2 separate regions of the Sus scrofa genome follow, and region 1 is linked to region 2. The links are chromatin contacts, called in public promoter capture Hi-C maps. All regions are on one chromosome and are shown on one strand. Each heading gives the region's core, a stretch centred on a gene start, on an enhancer-like site or on the middle of the called end of the contact. The rest is flanking DNA. Distances are from core to core; before and after follow the strand shown. Region 1 holds the start of MED30 (mediator of RNA polymerase II transcription subunit 30). Region 2 holds the start of EXT1 (exostosin-1).

Region 1 (6,851 bases), core at 150-2,649, 570 kb before region 2:
TGTCTTCTTTAGACAAATATCTGTCTGGATGCCCTGCCCAATTTTTAATGGGTTGTCTTTTTCTATTGAGTTGTAAGAGTTCCTTATATATTTTGGATATATATATATATGTGTGTGTGTGTGTGTGTGTAAATATATACGTGTATATATATATATTTATCTGAATATATGGTTCAAAAAAGATTTTCTCCCATTCTGTGGCTTGTCTCTACATTTTGCTGACTGTTGTGCTATGCTGAGGGCTCCCCTCTTTATTTATGTATGTATTTATTTAGTCTTTTTAGGGCTGCACCTGCAGCATATGGAAGTTCCCAAGCTAGGGGTCCAATCGGAGCTGCAACTGCCAGCCTACACCACAGCCATAGCAGCATCAAATCTAAGTAGCATTTGAGACCTATACTACAGCCCACTGCAATGCCAGATCCTTAACCCACTGAGTGGGGCCAGGGATCAAACCCTCATCCTTGTCCTCACGGATACTAGTCAGGTTTGTTGCTGGTGAGCCACAATGGGAACTCCAGTCGGACACTATTTAAACTGCAATAACTTAGTACCTATCACCATTTTTCACATTCTTGACTTTCCACCCTTTTGCAAATAAGTAGTAAGAGGTAGGTAAGAGAATGGCTTTAATTTTTCTTACATTTATAATGTCACAACATATGTTTTTCAGCATCTCATGTGCCAATCACTAAGAGTTGAAAATACAGTAAGCAAATAAAGTAGACATAGTCGCTGTTTTTAGAGAACTTGCATTCCAGTGTGTGTGTATAAGGTGAGGAGAAATCAGAAAGTAAACAAACTGAAAATTATAGAGCACACAGACAGTAATAAGTACCAAAGTCAGAAAGAGGAAGGTGGGGAGAGTGTGTGCAAGAGATAGAAGTGTTAATTTTATACTTCTGGTGATCGAGAAAGCTTCTAGAGTAAACTGAATTTTGAGCAGTGACCAACAAATGGGGAGTTGGTATCAGGTCACAATGAAGCACTCAAGATTAGGAATTTCGTTTTCTAAATTCAAATCGCAGGTTATCAGTCGCAAGCTGTAACGGACTAAATAAACCAAACTAGCCCCTCTGAGCTTCTCTCCTAGATATGAAAACACAATGATATTACAAACTTCACGGTCTTGTTATAAGAAATTAGCAAGGAAATTAACACAACGCGTTCTATCAGGAACCCTAAGGATTGGCTGAGAATGGGAAACGAACTGTGGCAAAGACCCACCAGCCTTCCACTGCGCGCACTGCCCCCTCTAGCTGGAGTGCAGCCGGTGATTGGCTACTCAACCCGTTCGCCCAGCCCACCTGGGCGCCCAGTCCAATCCAGGCCAGCTTTGCTCCTAGACAGGTTCCCAGAGGCCCGCCGAGTGGGCGGTCCCTGTGACGTTTAATGACGCGTGACGTCACGGTGGCGGAAGTCGCTGCCGCTGTTTTGAAATCAGACCGCCTGAGTCCTACAAGCTCTTGGTCAGACCGAGGCCAGCGTCCGCCCACCGTTCGGCGTACCCCCCGACGCCTACTCTCCAGCCAGGCTGACCTGACGCCGCAGCCCCGCCATGTCCACCCCTCCGTTGGCGGCATCGGGGATGGCGCCCGGACCCTTCGCTGGGCCCCAGGCTCAGCAGGCCGCCCGGGAGGTCAACACGGCATCGCTCTGCCGGATCGGGCAGGAGACTGTCCAGGACATTGTGTACCGCACCATGGAGATCTTCCAGCTCCTGAGGAACATGCAGGTGGGAAGGAGGGCGGGCTGCGCTCCTGGGCGTGCGTGGAGAAAGCGGGATGCTTCTGCAAGGGAGAGTGCGCTGCCGTCTTAATCATTTGGTGGGCCCTTGGGCCTCCACGCAGCTGCCCTGGGCAAACCTGGAGCATGGGGTCGCCCCAGTCTACATTCAGAAGCGTTCCCCAGGAGGTGTCTGTCCCCGAGAGTCTGCGATGGAAAAGTGATGTTTTCCATACCGGATATCTGGGAAATTGAAGGCACATTTTCTAGATTCGACCGGGTTCTAGGCAAATTCTTGAATCTTTCAAGGTAAAGGTGGGTTTCCACTACACTCTTTCGATTACTTTAACCACAGAATGCTTTTTGAGGGTCCAAGGAGTTGAATTCAGATTCTGCTAGCCATTTTTGTTAAACGTCTTTATTTTGGCAGAACTGACATACAATAAAATGCATTTATTTAGAGTTTTGGCATATAGGTACTTGTGAAACCATCATACATCACCCCCCCTCCCCAGTTTCCTCATGCCCTTTTGAAATCTTTATTTCTGGCCTTCCATTTACAGGCAATCTCCCATTTGCTTTCAGGCACCATAAATTTGTTTGCATTTTCTAAGGTTTCATATAAATAGAATTATACTATGTAGTTTTTTCTTTTTTTTTTTTTTGTTGTGGCTTTCACTCAGCATATATTAATAGTTCATTCATTTTATTGCTAAATAGTATTCCATTGTAGAAATATATCACAATTTGTGTACCTGTTCATCCGTTGATGGACATTTGGGTTGTATCCACTTTGGAACCATTATAAATAATACTGCTATGAATGTCCACCTGCAAATATTTGTGCAAACGTGTTTCATTTCTGTTAAGAAGATAGATGCCTAAGGGAAATGTCTAATATTTTAAGAAAGTTTTCCGAAGTGGCAGCACTGTTTCACAGTTCCATCAGCAGTGTTTGAGCCATCTGGTCACCCCTCATCTTTGCCAGCACTTATTTTATGTCTTTTTTTTTTTTTTTTTGTATTGTATGTCTTTATTTTGCAAATACTTTCTCCCAATATATGGCTTGTCTTTTAATTCTCTTCACGTTGCCTTTTGAAGAACATGCATTTGAAATTTCGATGGAATCCAGTTTACTGATTTGCTCTTTTAGAGATTTTGCTTTTGGTCATAACAAAGAAATCTTTGTCTAAGCCCAAAGTGACAGAGATTTTCTATGTTTTCTTCTGGAAGTTGTATAGTTTTAGGTTTTAAATTTAGATATATGATCCACATGGAGTTAATTTTTTATATTATGATAGATATGGATCCAAGTGCATTGTTTTTGCATTTGGATATCCGCTTATTCCATCCAGCACCATTTTGCTAACCCACTTTATTTCATTTTTTGTTTTTTTTATGGCCACACCTACGGCATATGGAGGTTCCCAGGCTGGGGGTTGAAACGGAGCTGTAGCTGCTGGCCTGTGCCACAGCCACAGCAACTCTGGATCTGAGCCACACCTATAACCTACACCACAGCCCATGGCAACAGTGGATCCTTAACCCACTGAGCAAGGCCAGGGATTGAACCTGCATCCTCATGGATACTAGTCAGATTCATTTCCGCTGAGCCATGACGGTAACTCCTAACCCTCTTTATATGCTTGCTTATCCCAATGTTATATGATGTGGATATCATACTCGTTGTTTTGTTTGTTTGTTTCATGACTGCTCCCGAGGCATATGGAAGTTTCTGGGCCAGGGATTGAATCTGAGCTACAGCTGCAGCCTACACTGCTGCTGCAGCAATGCTGGATCCTTTAACCCACTGCACCACAGCTGGAACTCCTCATTCTTGTTTTATGGATGGGGATTTTATGCTTCTGAGAGGTGAAGTGACTTGTCCAAAGCTAGTGAGCGCAGGGTAAACCAGGTCTTCAAACTCTTAGAACTTTGGAACTCTTATTTCAATGGGTACATTAAAGAATGTTTTATTGCCTTTTTTTAAATGTTTTTTTTCTCCTGATTCTAGAAGTAATATGATTGTATAGAAATCTTTTAAGACCACGTCAGTCAGCCAGTATGAAATAAAATACAAAAGGAATCCAAGAGAAGATATGAAATCTTTGGCAATTGTTTTAAAAATTAATAGATTAATATCTAAAATGATTAAGTATGGATTAAATGATCTCTTGGAATTCAGCAAATATTTACTTTTAACCTGCTGTATTGGACTAGTAGAGCTAATAGCTGACCTTTATCAAGTACTTTTCTTGGTCAGGTACACTGTTAGAAGAACACTTTTAATATAAGAACATTTATGAGTGAGATGGTGATTGACGAGCTTGTTTAGCTAAACATCTACATTATAGTGTATACCAAGAAATCTTAGGCACTATTATAATAACTTATACTCTGTATAGAACATTTGTTCTCTCATGTTCACCGCTCTGTCCCAGCTTCTAGAGCATTGCCTGACACATGAAAAGTGTACAGTAACTTTTTGAAGAAATTGATTGTTGCCTTCTTTGAGAGGCTGATGCTCTGTATGAAAATTAATACCCAAACTTTCTAGTGAATTTGAGGAAAGCGGTTCTTTACATTTCAAAGGATTTTGTTTTCCTTTATGAAAGGATTAAGAGTTCTTTTACATAGCACATTTCTAAGTGACTTTTAAGTAAAGGTTTATGGATAAATTGATTTACAGAAGTAAAATAATCCAGATTATACTTTAAAACCTCTGTGTGTGTGCACTATACGAAATACAGACATATAAATATAAGGAACTACGAGTCCTTATTAAGAAGAAAATATGGGCAAAGTATTAAACCTAGTCAGTGCCATAATAAAGATAGAGAGTGCTTCTGTATGCCTGATGTAATCATTATACTCATTATTATCACCCAAACAAGAAAGCATGGATCCTTTGAAACTTTTATCTGATTTGTTAATGTTTGTCAAAGTTCATAAATTGAAAGGTCATGAGAAATCCTACATCGTATTGGGGGATGAACTCTTAATGCTTTTCTCCCTTAAACTGTTATGACTAATTCAGTCTTTGGTACTTTATCATGTTTCTTTGAGATATTATCCTCAGTATTTTAATGCTTAAGAATTTCCAAAAATCCAAATAAAAGCTTATTTCAAATAATTTCAGAAGCTCCTTTTCCTTAATTTATAAACCACATTATTATTACGGCAAGTTTGGAAATATGAGAAAAGAAAATGAATTATTAAGCCTATGTTCCTGTTACATCTTTTATCAACCATTACACCTTTTTATATATAGGCTTTTCCAGGATTTTTTCCCCCATGTTTATGGTTTTACCTACTTGTGTTTTTGGTTTTTTTTTTTTTTTTTTTTTTGCTTGTTTTAAAGGCTGCACCTGCAGCATATGGACGTTCCCAGGCTAGGGTTCGAATTGGAGTTGCAGCTGTCAGCCTACGCCACAGCCACAGCAACACCAAATCCAAGCCACATCTGTGACCTACACTGCAGCTTGCAGCAATGCGAGATCCTTAACCTGCTGAGTGAGGCCAGGGTTTCAACCTGCATTCTCATGGACATTGTATCAGGTTCTTAACCTGCTGAGCTACAATGGGAACTTGTAACAATAGTCTGTCTTGTTTTCTTTCTTCTCCAAACTTTGCATTTTTTTTCCAAACATTTCTACCTCCTCTGTTTAGATAAGAAAAAAAAGGGGAATTGAGGTTTAGAAAGACTGGACTGATCTTCTAGCTATTTTACAGTAGTTAGGGTCTTGATTTTAGGTCACTTTAATCCCCAAGATAAGTGTATCAGTGGGCACTTATGTTGAAATTGCCTCATATACTGGAAAACATGGTTACAAATATTGTTAATTCTAATATTAGGGTGCTTTCAGAGTTCAAAATGTGGGAATAAAATATTGTAAAGATGTACAGAGAAAGTTTCAGTACTGCACAAAAGGCATATTTGGTTCTCAGTAAGTAGTAGTCAATTTCCATTTATCTGTGATTTTTGTCATTTCAGTTTTTTGTTGTTGTTTTTGTTTTAATGGCCGCACCTGCAGCATGTGGATTTTCCTAGGCAAGGGATTGAATCTATGCTGCAGCTGTGGCAACGCTGGATCCATTAACCCACTGTGCTGGCCCAGGGATCAAACCAGCACCTCTGCAGCGACCCAAGCTGCTGCAGTCGGATTCTTAACCCACTTCACCACAATGGAACCTCCCTATTTTTGGCTTCCTTTTATAAAATTCCTGAATTAAATAAGCATTCAAGAATAAGCATTCAAGAAAGAATTATCAGAGCAGTTACTAATAAAGTATTAACTATGTTCAAGTACAGATTGACCTGCACTTATGTCTCTTGCTATTAATTTCTTCTTAAAGTAAAACTTTTGGTGACAGATTTCTGTTTTAATGCATGCCTTGAGTATCTTAATTAACATAGTTAAGGTACTTAGAGATTATTTTTGCAGCAGTGGCAGTATACTCTTTTTCTCTGCGGAAAAGTCTTCATCTTCACTTTTTTCTTTGCTTCTTCTTTAAATCATATTTTGTTTTTAACTTCCTGGTTGAGTTCAGCAGCTTGCTGCCTTAATATAATAGTAATTAATATTAACATTATGTATTTTTTAAGTTATAATACAAAGTTGTAATATAAATATAATCGAAAGTTAAGAGGAGGAATGTATTTCAGCTGATCAGAGAGACTTATCCTTCTTTTCTGCAAGTACTTCACAGTGCTGAGAACAGTAATCCTAGGAGCTGATTAATAAAGGAGCATGGGAGTTGCCGTTGTGGTGCAGCAGAAACGAATCCGACTAGTATCCCTGAGAATGTGGGTTCGATCCCTGGCCTTGTTTAGTGGATTGGGGATCTGGCATTGCCGTGAGCTCTGGTGTACGTCAAAGACACAGCTTGGATCCTTGGATCCCGAATTGCTGTGGCTGTGCTGTAGGCCGGCAGCTGTAGCTGATTTGACCCCTAGGCTGGGAACTTCTAGATCCCGAAGGTGTGGCCCTAAAAGCAATCAATCAATCAGTCAATCAATAAGCTATATATTAAATTCTTAAAATTGCACTTGATTGTGAGGAGCAGTTTGATTTTTAAGCATTACTTAAACAATTGTTTCTGTTTGCTAACTTGACTGAAATAAA
Region 2 (7,199 bases), core at 2,467-4,966:
TCCTTCCCTCACTGCCAATCTCTCAAAAAAAGCTTCAGCAGAGCATGTAGACACTGAATATTTATTCTGAGACCAGGTGGGTAAAGAGATATGATTGTCGTGGTGGATTGCGGGTGTTCCTCCAATAAATGTACAATTCAAATTTCTGAAGGTAAGATCGCAGCTCCAGCCCCTTTCAAAGAATGAAGACCACAATGATCCTGCTACAAAATTCGGTAAGACTGCTTTAAAAGACACTGAAAGGTTAGACTTCATCTCGAGTTACTCCACCATAAACCAGACAAAGAAATTCCTCAAAGGCTATAAGCATTTTTTCCTACAAGCACCCACAGGAATAGGTCAATGTAAATGTCGTTTAAACAAAGCATTCATTACCAACCACAGTTTGCTTCTGTTGTGAGAAAATTTTAATCCATTGCCACTGCACCCATCACTGGCCCTGAAGCAGAGTAAAATGTAGGTTCATAATTGATCCTACAGCCTTGGGCTTTTCTTACGCTTGAAAAGCGAGAGGTGTTGGGGGTTGGGAAGTCCCAGTGTTGGATATTTTCTCCTTCACCATCTCTGATCAAGTACAGGAGGACTTTAATTTCCCTTCCAATCTCTCCTACAGAGGCCCAAGTGTCTGAGGAAATCCACAGACAACAATCAAACCTTTCACTTCAGGGCCGTTTCCCCACCATGCCCCTTCCTGCTCCAATCAGGTCTGCAAAGCGTTTCCCCTAGTCTGCATTTCATGAATCAATTGCAAAATCTGCCAACCTCTGCCAGTTCCTCTTGTACTCAGCTGAGAGGTTCCCCTTCCTTCCCTGGGTAGCACAAGGCTGCTCTGGGTTTTAACTGGCGTAACGTGGAAATGCACTGTAGGAGCTCCCTAACTCTTTCACAGCCAGACAGAAGTGAGAGTCTGGGGCTCACCACCCCATCCACGAGGAAACTGACCCTCCAAGCTCAGGTGAAAGCAGATTCCTGGAAACCAGTTTTTGATCCCAAGTCCAGTGTGTCAGTTGCTGTCACTGGGAAGGAAAAGGAAGAGAGAGAAGGGCTACAAAGTATCCAACTCAGTTACTTAGCAACTGGACAAAACTTGCTTCACTCCACAGGGTAAGGAGGCATCTCAAGCCCATTCAGAGAGTAACAGACTCCGTTTTACATGCAAATCAATAAAGACAAAGGGAAAAGGGAAAGCTAAACAAGCAACTGCAGTTTGCAGCCCTGGGGCTTAGGCCCAGATTTAAAAAATTGCTTCTCCTAGGGAGGGGGTAGGATATATTTATACAAACATATAGGAATGAATGAATGAATGAATGCACTCATGCATGCAAGATCACAGGCCCCAACCAGCTAACAGTCTCCCTTCATAAAAAGTCAACACCATCTGGGAGTAAGGAAGAGACAGGCACAGAAAGTTGAGTAGCTAAAATTAAAGCACTTCCACTGCTAACACAAATTTAAGGTTCACGGAAAGAATCCAATTGGAGGGTGGGAGAATTCCAGGGAAAGCAGTTCCCCCTGCTCGTGAGAAATGCAAATAAAGCATCAATCTTGGGGGAAGGTCTCCACACTGTGGATGGATTCAGAGCCTCTGGGGTCCTTAGACCTTCTCACACAAAACACCCTCCCCGATGATCCATCGGTGAAGCGCCGCTTCCAAACTTGGATCAAACCCACACGCTTCAGAGGAACCACATCGCCCTGAAAGTTTTCCAGGCAAGAGAGAGACACTGTCACCTACTTGGCCCAAGAAAGTGCTCCAGGCTTTCCCGTTAGCCTGAGGAGCTCACACCCTTGGTTCTCAGCTCCTGGCCACACGCACCTGCACCGGGTGGTTGAGTCCCAGGCTCAGAGCAGGAGGAAGAGCACAGGAGGGTTCCTCTGCCCCATTCCCAGCCCCCCAAGCCTCACACCTGGACCAGGTGGGCAGGGCCCGACCCCCGAGCCACTTACTTCTCATACTCGGTGTTGTCTCGGTCACAGCGAGAATCCTTGTGCTTTTGCCAGTCTTTGCCATGCTTGCAGGTGGTAAGAAGCACGACGTCCTCCCCGTTATGGACGTGATATAAGGCATTCCTGGTGTCTGACCCTATCCCTGTCAGGTACCTCTTCCCCTTGAATACCAGCATGTACTTCCTGAGAGGAGGGATGGTGTTAAACTTTAAAAACCCCCTCTCCCCTCCTGTCCTGGGATGATCCTTAGAAAAGAGGGGAATAGAAACATCAAAGTTGGGTCGGAAGTTTTCAGTACTGATGCTGGCTTTGGCCAGCATCGCCTGGCCGATGTCAAACCCCACGTCCTCAGTGTAGTCAGGCCAAGTGCCGGAATATAAATTAAAAATTAAATGATTCCTACCATTGTTCCACAAGTGGAGACTCTGCACTTTGGATTTCAAATTGTGCACATACTGAGGTGACAACTGGTCTCTGTCTAAAGTATCCAGACTCAGGACAAAGAGGCACGCCTGGCTGGGGTCCGAGGTGTAGAACCTGGAGCCCTCGATGGCCGCTAGAATGTTTTGGTAACTTTCGGCGATTTTCTCCCCTTTTTGCTGCGGGTATACGTACACTTTGAAGCCGTTTTTCTTGCAAAGGGTGAAATCGAAGCAGGACTCCATGCGGCACTTCTTGCCTTTGTAGATGCTCGAGTTGGCATCTCGCTTCTGCCGGGGGGAAGTGTGCACGTTGGAATCCTCGTTTTCCAATTGATCCCAAGGAACGAAGGGGCGCAGAGCGTCCGGGAAGCGGGGCCAGAAATGATCCGGACTCGGGTGGTGCAAGCCATTCCGACCGCTGTGCTCTTCTCTCCGGCTGTGGCTTCTCGATGCCCTAAACTGCAAGCCTCCGAAATAAAACAAAAGGGCGAGACAAGAGCCAGCTGAGAGCAGGATGAAATAGCGTTTTTTGGCCTGCATGTGTCCTGCCTGGGTCAAGAGGATTGTAAATAAACACAAGAATCACCCAAGTTTCCCAATCAACACTTTCAGCTCCAGTCCGCCATCTTCCCGCCTGTAAAGACTTCAAACTCTCCGCTCCCACCTTCTCTGGATGCCTTTCCCCAAGCCGTGGACTGATCCAGCGCATGTGGGCGATTTCTTTAACTTTCTCCCCTTCGGTCTTTCATCTTTGGGTTGCACAATGGACAGGCGAGAGCGGGGCTGAATATTTCGCACCCAGGGCGGGCGAGCAGCGGACTGTAATTTTCTTGCATGCAACAAGACGAAGGAAAAGAAAGAGAGGGGGGAAAAAAAAAAAGCTCCCGATGCCCAATCAATGGCAAGACGAAGTGATTTCCTTGCCTCTCGGATTCCTCTCGGCAGCGTGGAAAACGAGCCCCGGGAAAGCAACTTCAACTCATCCACACTCCCGTGCAGAGCACTCGGGTTCCAACAAGTCAGCCGATCCCCGCGTTCAGCCGGCTAATGCATCTTGCAGCTGGGGCGCCGTAACCTCACAAATCCCTGCATCTCTCTTTATTCCCTTCTGCAGCGGCTCCAAGACTCCGGCGGTGTTTACTCCTGCGCTCGCGGGGCCGGCCCCCGGGACGCGCGGCGGCCCGGCTGGAGGCGGCGGCGGCGGCGGCGCTGGGTGACGGCGGCGGCGCGTCCTCCCCGCGGGCAGTGCCGGCCCCGAGCGGCGCTTCGCAGGCCCCCGCGCGATCGCTGCCGACCGCCGCGTTCGGTCGCCGAATGTTACCCGGTTCTGAATGTTACACTTACACATTCCATTCCCGACACGACAGCGCTGACCTCATCCATCCACGCAGCCCGCGCTGCCATTGGCCGAGCGTCACGTCCGGGGGGGGCGGTGCTTCCGCTGCGCCCATTCATAACCCCCGGCCACCGGCCGAGGCGCCGGCGCGGCGCGGGGGGTGCAGGCGGCACCGGGGTCTCGGGGCGTCTCCGCCGCTGCCGGGCGGGCGGAGCGCTGGGCTGCTGGGTGCTAGCCCCACGGCCCCTCGGCGCTCCGCGACCGGGACCCCGGGGTGGGCCGTACCGCCTCCTGCCGCCGCGCCGGGAAGCAGCGCCTCCCAGAGGCGCCCGTGGGCGGGCGGCTGCCGGGAAACCGGGAAGCGGCCGGCGCTTCTCGGGCCCCGCTGCTCCGGCTTGCCCCGGGCGCCCTCGAGAATCCGGTCTGCTCGGCTGCCTGCCGCGAATGCCTCCCCGAGCGGCCGGCAGGGAGTGTGCGGGTTCCTGGAAAAGGATGCTCGAAAATTGAAGCCGTGGAGCGAGGCGGAGGGATGAGGGAGGAAAGAAAGACTTCAAAGAAAGCGTTCGCGGACCAGAAGGACGCCTCTCTCCGCCCACCTTCCACCCTCTGAGGCCCAAAATGCTTCCTTCTTACGAGCGGGTCCTTATTCCCTACAGAACCCATCCTTTTATTTTTTCTTTCCCAGGGAAATCTCCCAACCCTCAAGAGTAAAGAGGAAATTTTACAATCAAGAGGAATAACTGCAGTTCCTCATGTCTGTACTGAGACACCCACCCCAAATCCTCAATAACTTCGCCGCATCCTTTCCTCACTCCCCGCTGCCCCTTGTCTATTCTGTAGAAAGCTTCTCCAAGACTTCCAATCACAGTGGGGGAAAAAGAGAAATTCTAGTAGCTGAGGAGAACGTGGTTGGTTTAAGCCCATCCCAGTACCGAAAGGGACATTATTCTTTCTGTGATGGTGGGCTGGTGGTTTTTAAGGAGCTGTCGCTTCAAGATGGATGAGTAGTAGATCAGCCAATTGTCCCAGCTGTGGAAGAGACATTTGAGGCAGGAAATGACCTTACTGACCACTAGTTCAAGATGGCTGGTCCTTCCTTCAACTGCCTTCCCACACCCCAGCCCCAAGCTCCTGCTACCCCCAGGGAACATCACTGGACAATTCGCATAAAGACCGAGAGTCCCTCTAAAGGTCCTCTGAGACCACAAAGATGTGCTAGTTCCCAAACAGTATTTCTGGTCAAGCCAAGCTCCCTGGCCTCAGAGCCTGGATTCTGCTTTTCAGAGAACACCTCCCACCCTCTTCCCCAGCCTAAAGTCGCATGGGTCTGGCCAAGCTGGACAAACAGTTGCCTAGGGCAGCAAGCTGTTTAGTGATTGTTTATTATGGGAGTGACTGCGAGCTAGGGACAAACACTTCCCAGCTTCCCCGAGGCTGCAAAAGATTCCAGCGGGTGTGGACAAAGAGCATAGTTCTAACAAGGCAGGGTAGAATGATAGAGTGGAAAATTTTAGACATTTGTTGTTTCAGATTCGTTTTTAATCAAGGGGGAAGGGGCCTGGGTGGGACATCACTGTACATTCCAGAAGTCTCTCCCTATAGCCGGCCTGCCAAAGATGAGGTAGGTTTTCCAGATTGGACTTGTACCCCCGCACAACTTGGACAGGCCTGGGACAGAAATGAGGTTTCAGTAATCTCCCAAACACAATGACAACATGACAACAAGGCAGATAAATGCAGTAATTGAAACCACATGTGACCCAAAGCTCTCCCTCCAACCCCCCGGGTGGCTAGGAGCAGTCATCCAAGGCAAGGATCCTTCTGCTGGGATTTTTTTTTTTTTTTTTTTTTTTGTCTTTTTAGGGCCGCACCCTCGGCATATGGAGGTTCCCAGGCTAGGGGTCCAATTGGAGCTACAGCTGCTGGCCTATATCACAGCCATAGCAACACGAGATCTGAGCTGTGTCTGAGACCTACACCACAGCTCACGGCAATGCCAGAATCCTTAACCCACTGGGCAAAGTCAGGGATCAAACCCACATCCTCATGGATGCTAGTCGGGTTCATTAACTGCTGAGCCATGATAGGAATTACCTTCTGCTGGGGATCAGAGTGCAGACTCTCTCAGGCCTGTGGAAGGCAGAGTTTAGGGGATTGCAGCCCCTCTATATCCTGACAGCTGTCCTGTGTGACCTTAGTGAGAGCCAGCTACTATTCTTGCTCTTCTGTGTCTCTTTCACACTTTTCTTGTCTCGATTAACCATTACTGACTCCCTCATCCCACGCCCCAGGGTTACCCAGCCCTACTGTTGCATTCCATAGTGGTGTGTAACTGTGAGAAAAACTTCAGTACTGAAAATAAGAGAAAATGTGGATTCAGACCCCATATCTGTCATGGATGAGTATCTTGGCCATATAGCCCAATCACACTGAATCTCAGTTTCTTATTTAAAAAGTCAGAATAAGACTTTTTTTTTTTCTGTCCAGCCTCTTTGGAGCAGAAAACTATAAATTACTCTACCTTTGTAACATTTTATTTTGGGGGGGGGCTAAGTTTCACATTTCAAAAGGCAGCTGGGATCTACAGTAGCATCCTACAATGTCATCATCGATGCATCATCATTGGTTTTATTTTCCTCCAGCCCTTCTCATTCACTACATCCTTTATTCATTTGCTCATTTGCTGCCTGTGTGTCCTCACTTTAAGAGGAGCTCCCTGAGGGCAGGAACCCTGTGTGTCTTACTCACTCCTGAATCCCCAAGGCCCAGGGGAGTTCCTGGCACTTAGGTGGAGCTCAGTCACTGATTTGGATGATGAATGAATTACTAAAATTCTGCTTCACTTGAATTCAGCACTTGAATATGCTTGGAGAGAAAGACCTCCACTGTACTCTCTCAAATCAGGACTGGAATCTCTTGTTCGAGGTGGAAATATTGCAAACCAGGAATATCTTAACATAAGGCCAATCAGTCTGTCATAAATCCTTTAACAATGTATGTAAGATAGTGTAATTCCTCTGGTCAAAGCCCTCAAGGGATCCCCATCTCAGAATATAAGCCAAAGCCCTTATAAGGACCTATAAGGTCCTGGAGGACCTTCCCTAATTGCCCCCACCTCCCCTTGCCAGACCCCTTTCACCTCACTTCCTGCCAATAATTCTCACCCTCCATCCCAATCTACACACTCTTCTCCAGCTAGGCTGGTTTCCTTGCTGGTTCTCATACACGCCAAACATGTCCCTGCCTCAGGGCCTTTGCACCTGCTCATCTTGTCTGGTCTTCCTTCCACACCATACACTCCATCGCTTCCTTGAAGTCTGTTCCCAATGCTACCTCACAACTGAGGCCGCCTTTGACCTCCATAAATAAAGGAGCAACTCCTCCCCAGTTTTTCTATCCTCTCAACTGTTTTATTTTTGTTTTCTTAACACTCTGACATCTGTCTACTACATATTGATGTGTCAATTTATCATTTATCTGTTCCATTCAGAATC

What was found. Promoter capture Hi-C pulls out the DNA fragments that hold promoters and counts their contacts.
Region 1: a promoter capture Hi-C map of fetal skeletal muscle shows a contact between it and region 2, with 8 times the contacts expected there. The contact joins the promoter of MED30 here to the promoter of EXT1 in region 2. A contact is called at or near these places in 4 of 5 promoter capture datasets (fetal liver, fetal skeletal muscle and liver), 2 of 47 Hi-C or Micro-C datasets (fetal heart ventricle and heart right ventricle) and 2 of 2 datasets of contacts at active chromatin or transcription factors (alveolar macrophages and skeletal muscle).

The regions. Positions count from the first base shown.
Region 1 is chr4:21,210,180-21,217,030 of Sscrofa11.1, reverse strand. It overlaps MED30 (mediator of RNA polymerase II transcription subunit 30), which reads left to right and starts at 1,399. Exons shown (of 4, transcript XM_003135161.4): 1 at 1,399-1,735. The coding sequence starts at 1,559. The region is part of intron 1 of LOC110260233 (a long non-coding RNA gene); the gene reads right to left.
Region 2 is chr4:20,641,519-20,648,717 of Sscrofa11.1, reverse strand. EXT1 (exostosin-1) reads right to left here and starts at 3,716. Exons shown (of 11, transcript XM_001924980.6): 1 at 1,948-3,716. The coding sequence starts at 2,909.